Linked DNA regions of Ovis aries: all the other regions are linked to region 1. The links are chromatin contacts, called in public Hi-C maps. All regions are on one chromosome and are shown on one strand. The core of a region is the stretch at or near the end of the contact, and the rest is flanking DNA. Distances in the headings are between cores, read along the strand shown. Region 1 holds the start of LOC101118606 (cytochrome c oxidase assembly factor 1 homolog). Region 2 holds the start of GCK (glucokinase). Region 3 holds the start of STK17A (serine/threonine kinase 17a).

Evidence for each region. Hi-C and Micro-C count contacts between places; a contact is called where the count stands out from the background.
Region 2: a contact with region 1 is called in a Hi-C map of skin fibroblasts, with 1.9 times the contacts expected there. The contact joins the promoter of GCK here to the promoter of LOC101118606 in region 1. A contact is called at or near these places in 2 of 16 Hi-C or Micro-C datasets (blood and skin fibroblasts).
Region 3: a Hi-C map of hypothalamus shows a contact between it and region 1, with 8 times the contacts expected there. The contact joins the promoter of STK17A here to the promoter of LOC101118606 in region 1. A contact is called at or near these places in 15 of 16 Hi-C or Micro-C datasets (blood, hypothalamus, liver and 7 more).

Annotation. Positions count from the first base shown.
Region 1 is chr4:79,022,202-79,025,921 of ARS-UI_Ramb_v3.0, forward strand. LOC101118606 (cytochrome c oxidase assembly factor 1 homolog) reads left to right here and starts at 1,579. Exons shown (of 6, transcript XM_060414798.1): 1 at 1,579-1,678.
Region 2 is chr4:78,787,322-78,791,041 of ARS-UI_Ramb_v3.0, forward strand. It overlaps GCK (glucokinase), which reads left to right and starts at 1,804. Exons shown (of 10, transcript NM_001287471.1): 1 at 1,804-2,138. The coding sequence starts at 2,094.
Region 3 is chr4:79,168,139-79,171,858 of ARS-UI_Ramb_v3.0, forward strand. STK17A (serine/threonine kinase 17a) reads right to left here and starts at 1,872. Exons shown (of 7, transcript XM_027968745.2): 1 at 1,534-1,872. The coding sequence starts at 1,739.

The DNA of each region.
Region 1 (3,720 bases), core at 329-2,828:
TTTAGAATTGTTAAATTTTCTTGATGATCTAACCTCGTTATCATTATAAAATGTCCCCATTTTCAACAACCAACATATTTGAGCAGGTACAATTTTTTATAACAGATACAAGTTTTATATATAAAACTATAGTAGATCCATGCAATTTCCCATTAAAAAAACATATAGAGGAAGCATAGACTTTGGATTAAAGATGATATTTTGGTAAAGATTACAAAGGAATTTTCCAGGTTTAAAACTGAAAGTTTTACTGTAAAATTTCTTGTAAACAAACTAGTCAGGACTCAATTTCATGATGACAGTATGTAAGATAAGTAAGAAAAGACATTCATTCTAACTTGCTGCTGCTAAGTCACTTCAGTCATGTGCAACTCTGTGCGACCCCATAGACGGTAGCCCACCAGGCTCCCCCGTCCCTGGGATTCTCCAGGCATGAACACTGGAGTGGGTTGCAATTTCCTTCTCCAGTGCATGAAAGTGAAAGGTGAAAGTGAAATCGCTCAGTGGTGTCCGACTCTTAGCGACCCCATCGACTGCAGCCTTCCAGGCTCCTCCGTCCATAGGATTTTCCAGGCAAGAGTACTGGAGTGGGGTGCCATTGCCTTCTCCTCATTCCAACCTACCTAATGCTAATTTTATTAATCTTTGAGGTAAATATTGTCTAGTTTACACTTAACTTTTATGATACGATGTAATGGCCTGCTCAATTGTTTTCTCAAAGTAGCTGTGTCAAAATGTCCCCATTTTCTTTTTTTCTTCTCTCTTTTTAATATTAATTTTCTCTTCTATTTGTATCATTTCTAGGTTTCTGTCTTCGAGCTTACTAATTCTCTTTTCCGTATGGTTTGCTCTGTTTCTCTCTGGCCTCTATCAGTTTCTTTTGATTAAAGAATCCAAGGGCCTGGGTGGTAGGTAACACTTGAACTTCAAGCTTGTCATTAAAGTAAAGGGTGACGTTAATAGTAGCGATGATGACAGTGGAATAATCAAGATGAAAATAATAATAACTAGCATTTATTGAACACTTACATACTGCCAGACGAGTCTGATCGCTTTATTAAGTAATTACTAGTACTAATGCATTACATTTTTTCTTAACAATCCATTCCCTGGAGCACAGTAAGAATTTAATAAATATTTAATGAATAAAAGAAATTAGCGTTAAGTTCCTCAGTCGAATCGGCAAGATGGACTTCAATGCCAGAGCGATGCTCAGATGGCTCGTGGTTTCGCATCCTTGGAGGTGAATCGAAGCGCCAGATCCCTGCGAGGAGCAATAGGAACCAGTGGTTTTAAATTTTCTAGGCAACCGCTGATGGACTGACAGTATGTTGGGGGCTAATGGCGTGCACAAAACAGAAAGCTGAGCTTTGAGAACACAAATGCCCTACTCGCGCTCGACAAGCTTCTGAGAAGCCGGGGAGCGGAACCAATTTCAGCCTGAGATGCCGTCGCTTTGGCGCCCTGATATGAAATCATTCATTCAAACCTGACTGCTCTAGCCCCTAGAGGAGATGACGTCGGAAGTCTCGACTGCTCCCCGCGGGGCGTGTCCACCCGCCGGCGTTTGCCCCACCCACTCCCACACGCTCCACTTCCGGAAGGGGCCGTCATGCTCTCTGCGGCTAGGTGTTTCTACGCCTAACAGGTTAGCGTCCACGCGGGAAAAAAGAGTCGGGTCAGTCCTACTCCAGAAGCATTTGTTCCCGTCGTTCTGGAGACCGCTTTTGCGCGAGGGGCGGACTGTTGCTAGGGCAGCACGTCAGGGGCCACCTCCTTGCTGGGTCGCCACCTCCTGGAGCTGCCTGATTGGGTGACCCCTGGTGGGCTAATCGTGACCTTGCCCCGTGGTCCTTGGTGAGCATTTCCAGGAGCACATTTGTGAAGAGGTGGAACTGCACTTTGTCGGTGGTCCCAGGTTACAACAGTTTGAGAGAGACCCTGCCTAGATGATTGTATAAAAGATTACTGTGGCTCGGTGGTCCTGATCATTCGTTTCTATCACAGCTGAGCTCCATAAGGGGGCTGACCATAGAAGTGATTTTCAGCGTTTAAGTGATTTTCGGGTGTTCGTATAAGCGTGCGTATGCATGTTTGTCAGTCTGTGCGTGTGTGGAAAGGGCTGTAATTCAAAAAACGCACAAGTATTATATTTTGCTGCTTTTCCTGGCCTCTTCCCCTTATTCCTCTTTATTCTTACCTGAGGGGCATTGCTCACCTTCACCTTTGGATATAAGCAACTCTCTACTTGAACTTACACATTTAAAACACAGATCTGACTGTTAATCCTCTACTTAAAACCTTACTGGCCTTCCCATTTGATTCAGGATAGTACAAATTCCTTTGGCTGGATTGAAGACACTTCAAAGTCTTGTTTCTGCTGAATTTTTCAGTCTCATCTCCTGTTCATGGGAAACACACCTACACATACATGCTCTATGCCCCTGTCATGCCATCCTGCAGTAATTTCATCTCTTTGGCTAATTATAATGGTTTACCCACGTTTGCAAATTTACTTTTCCATTCAGTCAGAATTTAGTGAATTCGTGGTTATTGCCAGACACTGTTTTAGGAACTGAGGGGAAAATGGAGTTAAAATTGGGGAGAAAAAGCCCAACCTGCAGTCCTTTTGAAAAATAACAGCTTGATTGAGATATAGTTCACACACCATGGAATTTTAAAACACACATTGCTTTTTAGTGCGTTCACAAAGTTGTACATCCGACAACCACAGTTTTAAACCATTTTTAAAGACACCTTGTACCCATTAGCAGTCTCCCTTGAGTTCCTCCTTACCCCACTTTTAGCTCTAAGGAAGTACTAATCTGCTGAATATATAAATATATTTGTCAATTCTGGACAATTCTAGAATAGGCTGATAAAATTATAAACCATGTGGTCTTCTTTCGCTTAACGTGTTGAAGTGTATCAGTACTTCATTTCTTTTTATTGCTGAATATTGTTTCACTGTGTGGATATACCACCAGTTATTTATCCATTGGTCCTGTTGATGGGTATTTCAGTTGTTTTGGTTATCCTAAATAATGCTGCTATGAACATTGGTGTACACGGTTTTTTGTGGAAGCATAATGATTTCATTTCTCTTGGCTGTGTACGTAAGAGTAGGATTCCTGGGTCATAACGGTAATTCTACATTTAACATTTTGAATAACTACCAGACTTCTTTTTTTTTTTTTTAAAGCAGCTGCACCATTTTATATTCCTATAAGCAGTATAAAGGTTCTGATTTCTTCACATCCTTGCCAACGCTTATTATCTTTTTAATTTTTTTTTAATTCTAGCTGTTCTAGTGGGTGTGAAGCATTGTCTCATTGTGGTTTTGATTTGTATTTCCCTGATGGCTAATGTTGAGCATCTTTTTGTGTGCCATTGGCCACATGTATATCTTCTTTGGAGGAATGTCTATTCATTCCTTTGTGCATTTAAAAACTAAGCTTTTGTTTACCATTGAGTTGTAAGAGTGCTTTATGTATTCTAGGTCAAGTCTTTCATCAGGTGTATGACAGTCTTCGGGATTATGCAATAGTTCCTTTAAATGGGAAGCACATGAGCTTAATTTTGACTTTTCCTGGAGACCATGTTGTACAGATCTGTGGGAGTAATTCAGAGTGAATTACTAAGTGTGAAAGACCAGGCTTAGGAAAATTGATGTGAAGAGCCTGTGAGCAGCATTTTAAGATTTGAAAGATGAAGCAGTGG
Region 2 (3,720 bases), core at 554-3,053, 230 kb before region 1:
GGATGCTTCCTGAGCAGATGGAGAGGAGAGCCTCGTGAGGTGGCCTCGGCATGGCTCCTCCCAAGTCCAGCTTCACTTCCTGGAACACCACAAAGTGCTTAGGTTAGCTGTGCTTCAGACTTAGCCTATGTGTACACCTGCAGGGTGACTGGAGCTGAACCATTCCCTCACTACAGAGAAATACAATTCTCTGTGGTGAGAATTGTGGTGCAGTCAACAACACAAGTCAGTGGGAAAAGGATAGCCAATGAGTATTAGACTCCTCAGTTCAATTCAGTTCAGTTCAGTCTCTCAGTCACGTCTGACTCTTTGCAACCCCACAGACTGCAGCACACCAGCCTTCCCTGTCCATCACCAACTCCTGGAGCCTGCTCAAACTCATTAGACTCCTACCCTCAAATTATGCATTAATTAGAGGGACAAAAAATGCTGAACATTAACAAATTGGGAAAATATTAGAAGGAAACGTGGAACAACATTTTTCTAATTTGGGTGGAAAATGCTTTTCTTAATAAGACAAGAGCTTCACAAAAGAAAGCAAAGAATGAAATTCATAAAAAATAAATATTATGTGATGAAAGACATCAGTGATCAAGCCATATGCTTAGCAATAAATGGGGGACAGGTATTATAGCATATTTAACAAACAAAGGATTATTAGTAACTATGGATGGAATATAAAACTAGTTAATACAAACTGAAAAGTAGAAGACAATTTAATAACAAAATAGTTAAGTAATAAAAACAAATCATCCTTAGAAAAAGAAATACAGATAACTGTAAACATATGAAAAGGTGTCCAGCACTTTGCAATTCAAATGATAATGAAACATAACAGATAAGTAAAAGTTATAAAGATTCATCAGCTCATGGATTGGCCAGCATGGAACCAAACTCCCAATGACTGGAAAGATTAATTGTGAAGCCATTTGAGGGGGTAATGTAGTCCTCTGCGAGCAATCCTAAAATGTGCCCAGCATCTGACCTAGCAATTCAGCCTCTAGGAACCATCCAGAAAAATCACATGCATGTGTTGACTCTGGTAAAAGACCAAGATTTGCAATGGAGAAAAACTGAAACTGCCCAGATGACCATCAGTACAAAAGTGGCTTAAAGATGTTCCAGTGGATCCATCTGGAGAGTTCTCCCTGGCCACTCCTCCTTGCTCCCTCTGCTGGATGCTAGTGGAGCTCAGATTTCCAGATGGTAGTCAGGGAAGGCAGTGACTAAGCTTGAGAGTGGTCTGAGCACGTGTGGCCATGCCAGTGGCTAAGCCACTCGTCCCCTCCCCTCTGGTCCCCAGGCCCTGGGGGCCTCTCCCCCTTAGGACATGAGTGTGGAAGACCCTCTGAGTCTCCCCTGGGAACTGGACAGGTGGCAAAGCCTGCAGCGATAAGGCGATCGGGCTGTCGCTATGGTGATGTCGAGATGGAGGCCTTTTGCCATCAGCCCCGGTTTTCTGCATGGCAGCTCTAATGACAGGACGGTCAGCCCTGCAGAGGCCGGAGGGCCTGAGCACAGAGGCCTGCTCCCGGTTGCCATGGCAGCGTGGGCCCTCGCAGGAGCGCAGGACGCCCTGGCAGGAGAATTCCCCACTCCACACCTGGTCGGAGCAGGAAGTGTTGGGCGGTGACTGAGCCTCGGGGAAGCAGGTTGGTGTGCGAGGGACGCACAGTCGTCTGCAACCTCATGACTCAAAGGCTGTCCCCCAGACACCGGAGGAAGGAGGACCTTTTCTGCTGAGTCTGTTTAGAGAGCACCGCGCCGTCACAGCTCAGCACAGCCCGAAGGGAAAGCTGACCAGCCCTGGGAGCCCAGCAATGGCCCTCTCCCGACCATACCTAGCCTGACAAGGCCTCAGTGGGGAAAGATCCCGACTGTGACCCAGGAGAGAAAGCTGGAGAACAATGAAAAGGAGGAAACTCTGTGATTGAACATCAAGCCGGAAACCAGCCAGAAGGTGGACCATACTCAACCAGATACCTGGGCCAGCCGTGACCCTTGGTTGGGAGAAGGCTGGGCATATTTCTGCCTTGGAAGCCTGTCGAGGAACGCTGAGGGGTCCCAGCTCCCCTGGGCTGGCTGCGGTACAAATGCTGGATGACAGAGCCAGGATGGAGATCGCCAAGAAGGAAAAGGTAGCTCTCTGCCACATTCAGTTTTCTAGAAGAATTTCTTCCATCTTCTCGCAGTCAGTGGTTTGTTTAACTTGACCAAGTGTTTGTGCCTCCGTAGCTGAGTGTATGCGCAGGCGCTTTAGGGACAATCTGCTGGGAGTGAATTGTGGGGCATTGACTGGGTTGGGCATGCTGAGTCCTCTTCCTGCTGCTCTAGAGTCCAGCCCTGTGACCTGGGAGTCACCACTGCCAGGAGGCCTGGGAAGTGAACCCTGTTGGGTAGAGGGTCTGGTGAATTTAAAACCCCAGCTGGGGAGGGGGGGTGGGGGGATGTGGGGTCTTAGTGGCAGAACCAACTACCTAGCAAGACTCAACAGACATCGTGAGAGCTCTCAGATGTCCATACCTCCCCACAAGAATCACTTAAGCCTAAGAACCGTTGCTCCTGGTAAGAAGTGGAGAGCAGTTACTTTTTCCAAAACAAAGAAAAATCCAGACATCCTGTGAGCCAGCTCTGTGCCCAAGCAGTGAGGAAAGGATCCAGAACTGGTGACAGGGCGGAGGGGAGCGCCCGCCTGCTCCCCTCAGCCAGGCGGGGCGGGGGAAATGGGGGAGAGGGCCCGGATCCAGTGCCTTTGGCATGGTTTCCCCCTCACATGTCTTTTCTTTTCCTTCTTCTGTGAAATGACGAGGTCAGCATAAACACTGGACTGGTTCTGCTCCTGGCAGAGCTAATGATGTTAGGAGAAAAACAACCAGCCCGGGTCAGGGCGCCCACAAGCTGCAGGCAGCGGGAAGCCTGTATCTGCTGGTCACTGGGGCTCTGGCCGGAGTTTGGATGAGAAATCCTGTGTGGAGGGGCCAGGGGGCCAGCTGGAGAGAAGGGAGATGGGGTCTTCAGCACGAGCAGAGAGTTGGCATGGTGGCAGTGAGAGGTGGGGCATGTGGCCTGCTCTGGGGAGTCCACCACATCAGACAGGGGCAGGCCCATGCCCCTTTCTTATTTGTCTCAGGGACACAATGCTCCCCATGGTAAACCCCACATGCGTTGGGGTGCTCCAGAGTGGTGGGGGGATGTGGGTCACTGACAGCCTTGTCAGGGCCAAGAGGAGAGGGAGGTCCCTCCTCTGGCCCATGCTTTAAGGGGGCACAAGAAACATCAATCATCAAGATAAATATTTTAATGCAAATTTTAAAGAATCAAAAATCAGTGCAAAAAATTCTGATGAGCAAAATGCTGACTTTCCAAAGAAAGAGGGCCCAAGTACTGCTGATTTGTTCGCTTGTCTCAGGCCTGTGCTGGCTGCCCTTACAGCGCCAGTCAGCAAGCTGCCAGGGCCAGATGAGGGAGGTGGGGGCTGCTGGCGATGTGCACACCCCTCCTGTCTGTCCCGGCTGCCCAGAGGGCCCACCTCTTGTCTGGGAGCCGGGAAGCTTCAGCTTGGTTTCAGAGCCTTCCTAAGGGTCTGAGGTTTTGCTGCCAGGCCTGCCCAGGTCCAGCCCTGCACCCCTGGGAAATGCTATTCCCACCACAAGCCATTTGGCCTGGAGCAGTAAGCAATTTCAAAATTGTCCCCAGCAGGTCGGCTGGGGCTGTATCCAC
Region 3 (3,720 bases), core at 622-3,121, 150 kb after region 1:
CATAGAGTGCACAAAGATCCAGTTAATTAGTGCCTAGCAGAGGGAAGTAAAGCTTGGCCCTGGAAGACGTTTTTCCTTTTCCCATGTGGAATAAATAAGACACTTTTAAGGTCAGTTTCTTTGCCAAAAAACGATTTCTAAAGGTTACCGTAATATTCGTAAGGCGGCTTGTTTTTAACGTTGTAATCACTGTTATAAGACTTTTTTCCAAGACCCTCAAATGAAGACTGTTATAACTGTCAGGCCCATTCCCCATTACATGGTGAGATTTTGCCAACTTGATAGATGTCTGCAGCACCTGCTAACACTTATCAAATGCTGTGTGCCAGGACCAGTGGTTTGGCCTATACAGCCCCTGCACCTTCTCAACACCCCCATGAGGGAGGTACTGTCACTATATTGATATTATGGGTGGGAAACGTGAAGCTGGGGAGACTAAGTCACCGTCCAAAGGCACACAGAGCAAGCAGAGTGGGGATCTGAGCTCGGGTCTGACCCCAAAGCCAGTGCTTCTGACAATTTCTTCAAACTGTTCTCAGAGAAAAAGTCGGTCCCCAAACCTCTACTGTTCCCCCGTCGGTCAGCAATAAAAAAGAAAGAAAGAAAGGAAAATCCGCTTGCACGGAGATGCTGGTTCAATCCCTGGTCGGGAAGATCCCCTGCAGAAGGAAATGGCAATACCCCACTCCACTTTTCTTGCCTGGGAAATCTCATGGACAAGAGGAGCCTGGTGGGCTACAGTCCATGGGGTCACAAAAGAGTCGGACATGATTTACGACTAAACAACAAAACCTATCACACTGTGACCCCTCTTCAACGTACAAGACGTAAAGTATCCCAACAGCCTTCACCTTTTGCGATTTTAAAAACAGACCAAATTCTAAGCTCTCCCTACCCCTACAAAACAACAACGAGATGGGGAAGAAAAGGCAAGGGCTGTATCACTGCGTAGAAAGAGTCAGACAAGGAAGGGCCCAGAGTCCACAAGTGAAACCGATCTGAACTTAAAGCACACGGACCTAAATATTTCAGAACGCAAACAGCACAAACCCAAGAAATCGCAACTGAAGTCAGCAGAAAGCGGTTGACGGAAACTGGCCCAGGGCTGGTGCGCAAGAAGCTGTTACGCTCGGGGTTCTGCGCTCCTCTATCACAGCCACAGAGAGAGAAGCAGGAACCCACAAGTTCGCAGGCAAGACCAAAGCTGACTCCACACCTGTGCTGACTTCAGACTCGCTGCCGCGGGGAAAGATTTGCAGCGTGGTTCCCACGCCACCTCGTTAAGTTACCGTACAGGGGACCACAGAGGCTGAAACGCCCACAGCAAAAAGAGGAAGGGGTCTAGCTTCTGGCGGCAGCCTTTCTCATGGCCGCTACCACGGCTTTGGAGGAAGCCGCGCGTGGACTCGTGGCCGGGGGGCCCCGCCGCCCTAATCGCCGCCCGCACCCACGTCTGTACCCGGTCCCGACGCGCTATCTGCCCCCGCGCCGGCCGGCCTCCCGCACTTATCTGCGCGCGCCCGCCGGCCTCACCTGCCCAACTCCCGGCCCGGGGTCAGGGTGTAGGCGTCCTGAAAGGGCTCGGTGCGCACAGCGGTGCGGATCTCCGTCAGCAGCCCGCGGGCCTGGGTCGGGGGCGGCGGCCGGCGCGGCGTGCCCAGACCCCGGCCAGCCCGACCCGAGCCGGAGGCGGCGGCCGGGGAAGAGCCGCCGCTGCCCGGCTTCTCGAGAGGAATCATGGCGCTCGGGCGTGCTTTTCTTGCCTGCCACCCGGCTCGCTCGGAGCTCCCGGCGGGTAACGGCCCCGCCTCCAGCTGCCCCGAGCCGGCGCGAGGATGCCACCCGCTCTGCCCGGAGCTGCGCACAGACTGCGGCCGGCTGCCTCCAGGCCGCCTGGCTCCGCCCCACGTCCGGCCCCGCCTCTCCCCTGCCCCCCGGGGAGCTCCAGTGGGTTCCTGAGGGCCGCGTGCCTCGCGCGCGCCCTCTGCAGCTGAGGGGGAGAAGGTGCAGCCTGGCGGGGGGCCCGGCAGCCGGCCCCGACAATCTGCAGGCGACTCACAGCACCACCCTTCTGACTGGAGGACCCGCTGCGTCAGCCAGTTACGCACCTGCTAAGCATCTGAGTGTTGCAAATCTGAGCCCTACATTAATGAAAATGCGTAGGAGCTACCAGCCAGAGCTTCACGATCCCTTCCCTTGGGCGGGTCAGGAGAGGTGATGATCAGGGCTGATCAGGGCTGCTGTACAGCACGTGGAAGTTGCCTGGGGCATCTGGTACATTCCCACACTGAGAGGAGGACATGAAGGCAAGAGATGGATAAATATTTTTAAACCCGCATACCAGCCCTACAGTCTTCTCTATATTTAACTTTCAAGGTGCTCTCATCCGGTCTTGAGGTTTTAATTACATCCGTATGCTCACGACTACAAAATTTTTATCTCTAGTTTCCAACCATTCTCTGAACTTCACACTCATATATTGAAGTATACACTTGGCATCACCAGTTGGATAACAAATTAGCATTTCAAATTTAACCAGCAGAAGTCATCTCCTGATCATCCTTCATAAATTCAGTCCCACCAAGTTTCCCCACCTCAGTAAATGCTATTTCCATCCTTCCAGTGGTTCAAGCCAAAGACCTTGGGGTCAACATTGACTCCTCTCTTTCTCTCATACCCCTCATCCATTTTGTAAGAAATCCTCTTGGCTTTACCTTCAAAACATATCCAGAATCTGATCACTCCTCTCCATTTCCCCATGACCACAACTACCATTCTCTTTTGTCTGGATTATTGTGATAGCTCCCTAACTAGGCTATCTGCTACCATCCCTCTTCCTCCTCAATTCCACATCACTTATTTTTGAGGCCACCAGAGTGATCTTTTAAAAAATCTAAATTAGATCATGTCATTCCTCAGAGTTTTGCTTCTGGCAATGATGAGTTAGTCTATGTGTGATCAATACTCTCACTGAGAAAGTTGGCAAATTTTTCCAAATCAGATAGTCCTCTACTTGAAACATCAGAGAGTTTCAAAAGCAGCAAGAACTTGAATCACTGAGATCCAGACAAGAAGGGCATCCCAGAATGGCACCCCTTTCCCATGAAGCATTTGATAATTCCAAAGCAATGACTGAAAGGGTGAGAAAATAAGCAGGGCTTTTAGGTGTCTCATCAGGCTGGAGAGACAAAAAACTGGAGTTTAGGGATCTGCTAAGAAGAAGGAGCTGGTAGACACTCTAGACTTGTAGTTGGCACCCCAAAGTGCTACATCTTAGGAGTACTGGTAAAGGGAAATAGACAAGCTCTCTCAAGGACTGAAGAACAGCTTCAAAACGCAATAGAAAATCCCCTCTGGAGGAAAACACCATCATCCAAGGTCAACATTATCTCTACAATATTTCATACACAATGTCGGGCACTTAATTTAAAAGGGGGGCACACAAGAAGAATTATCTTAGAAACTGAGAGAAAAAGATAGAAAATAGAAAAAGTAATAAACAGGAAGAAGATGCAGATAATGAATTTTAAAGACATTTTAAATAATTGTGTTTAATATCTTCAAGAAATTAAATTATAAGATAGAGAATTTCAGCACAGAACTGAGAAATCCAAAGAATAAAATGGGCTTTTTAGAACTGGAGGAAAAACCCACAAACTAAAAGTACGACTGAATAGATGGGTTTAATAACAGATTCTATGAAGCTTAAGAAAGAGTTAG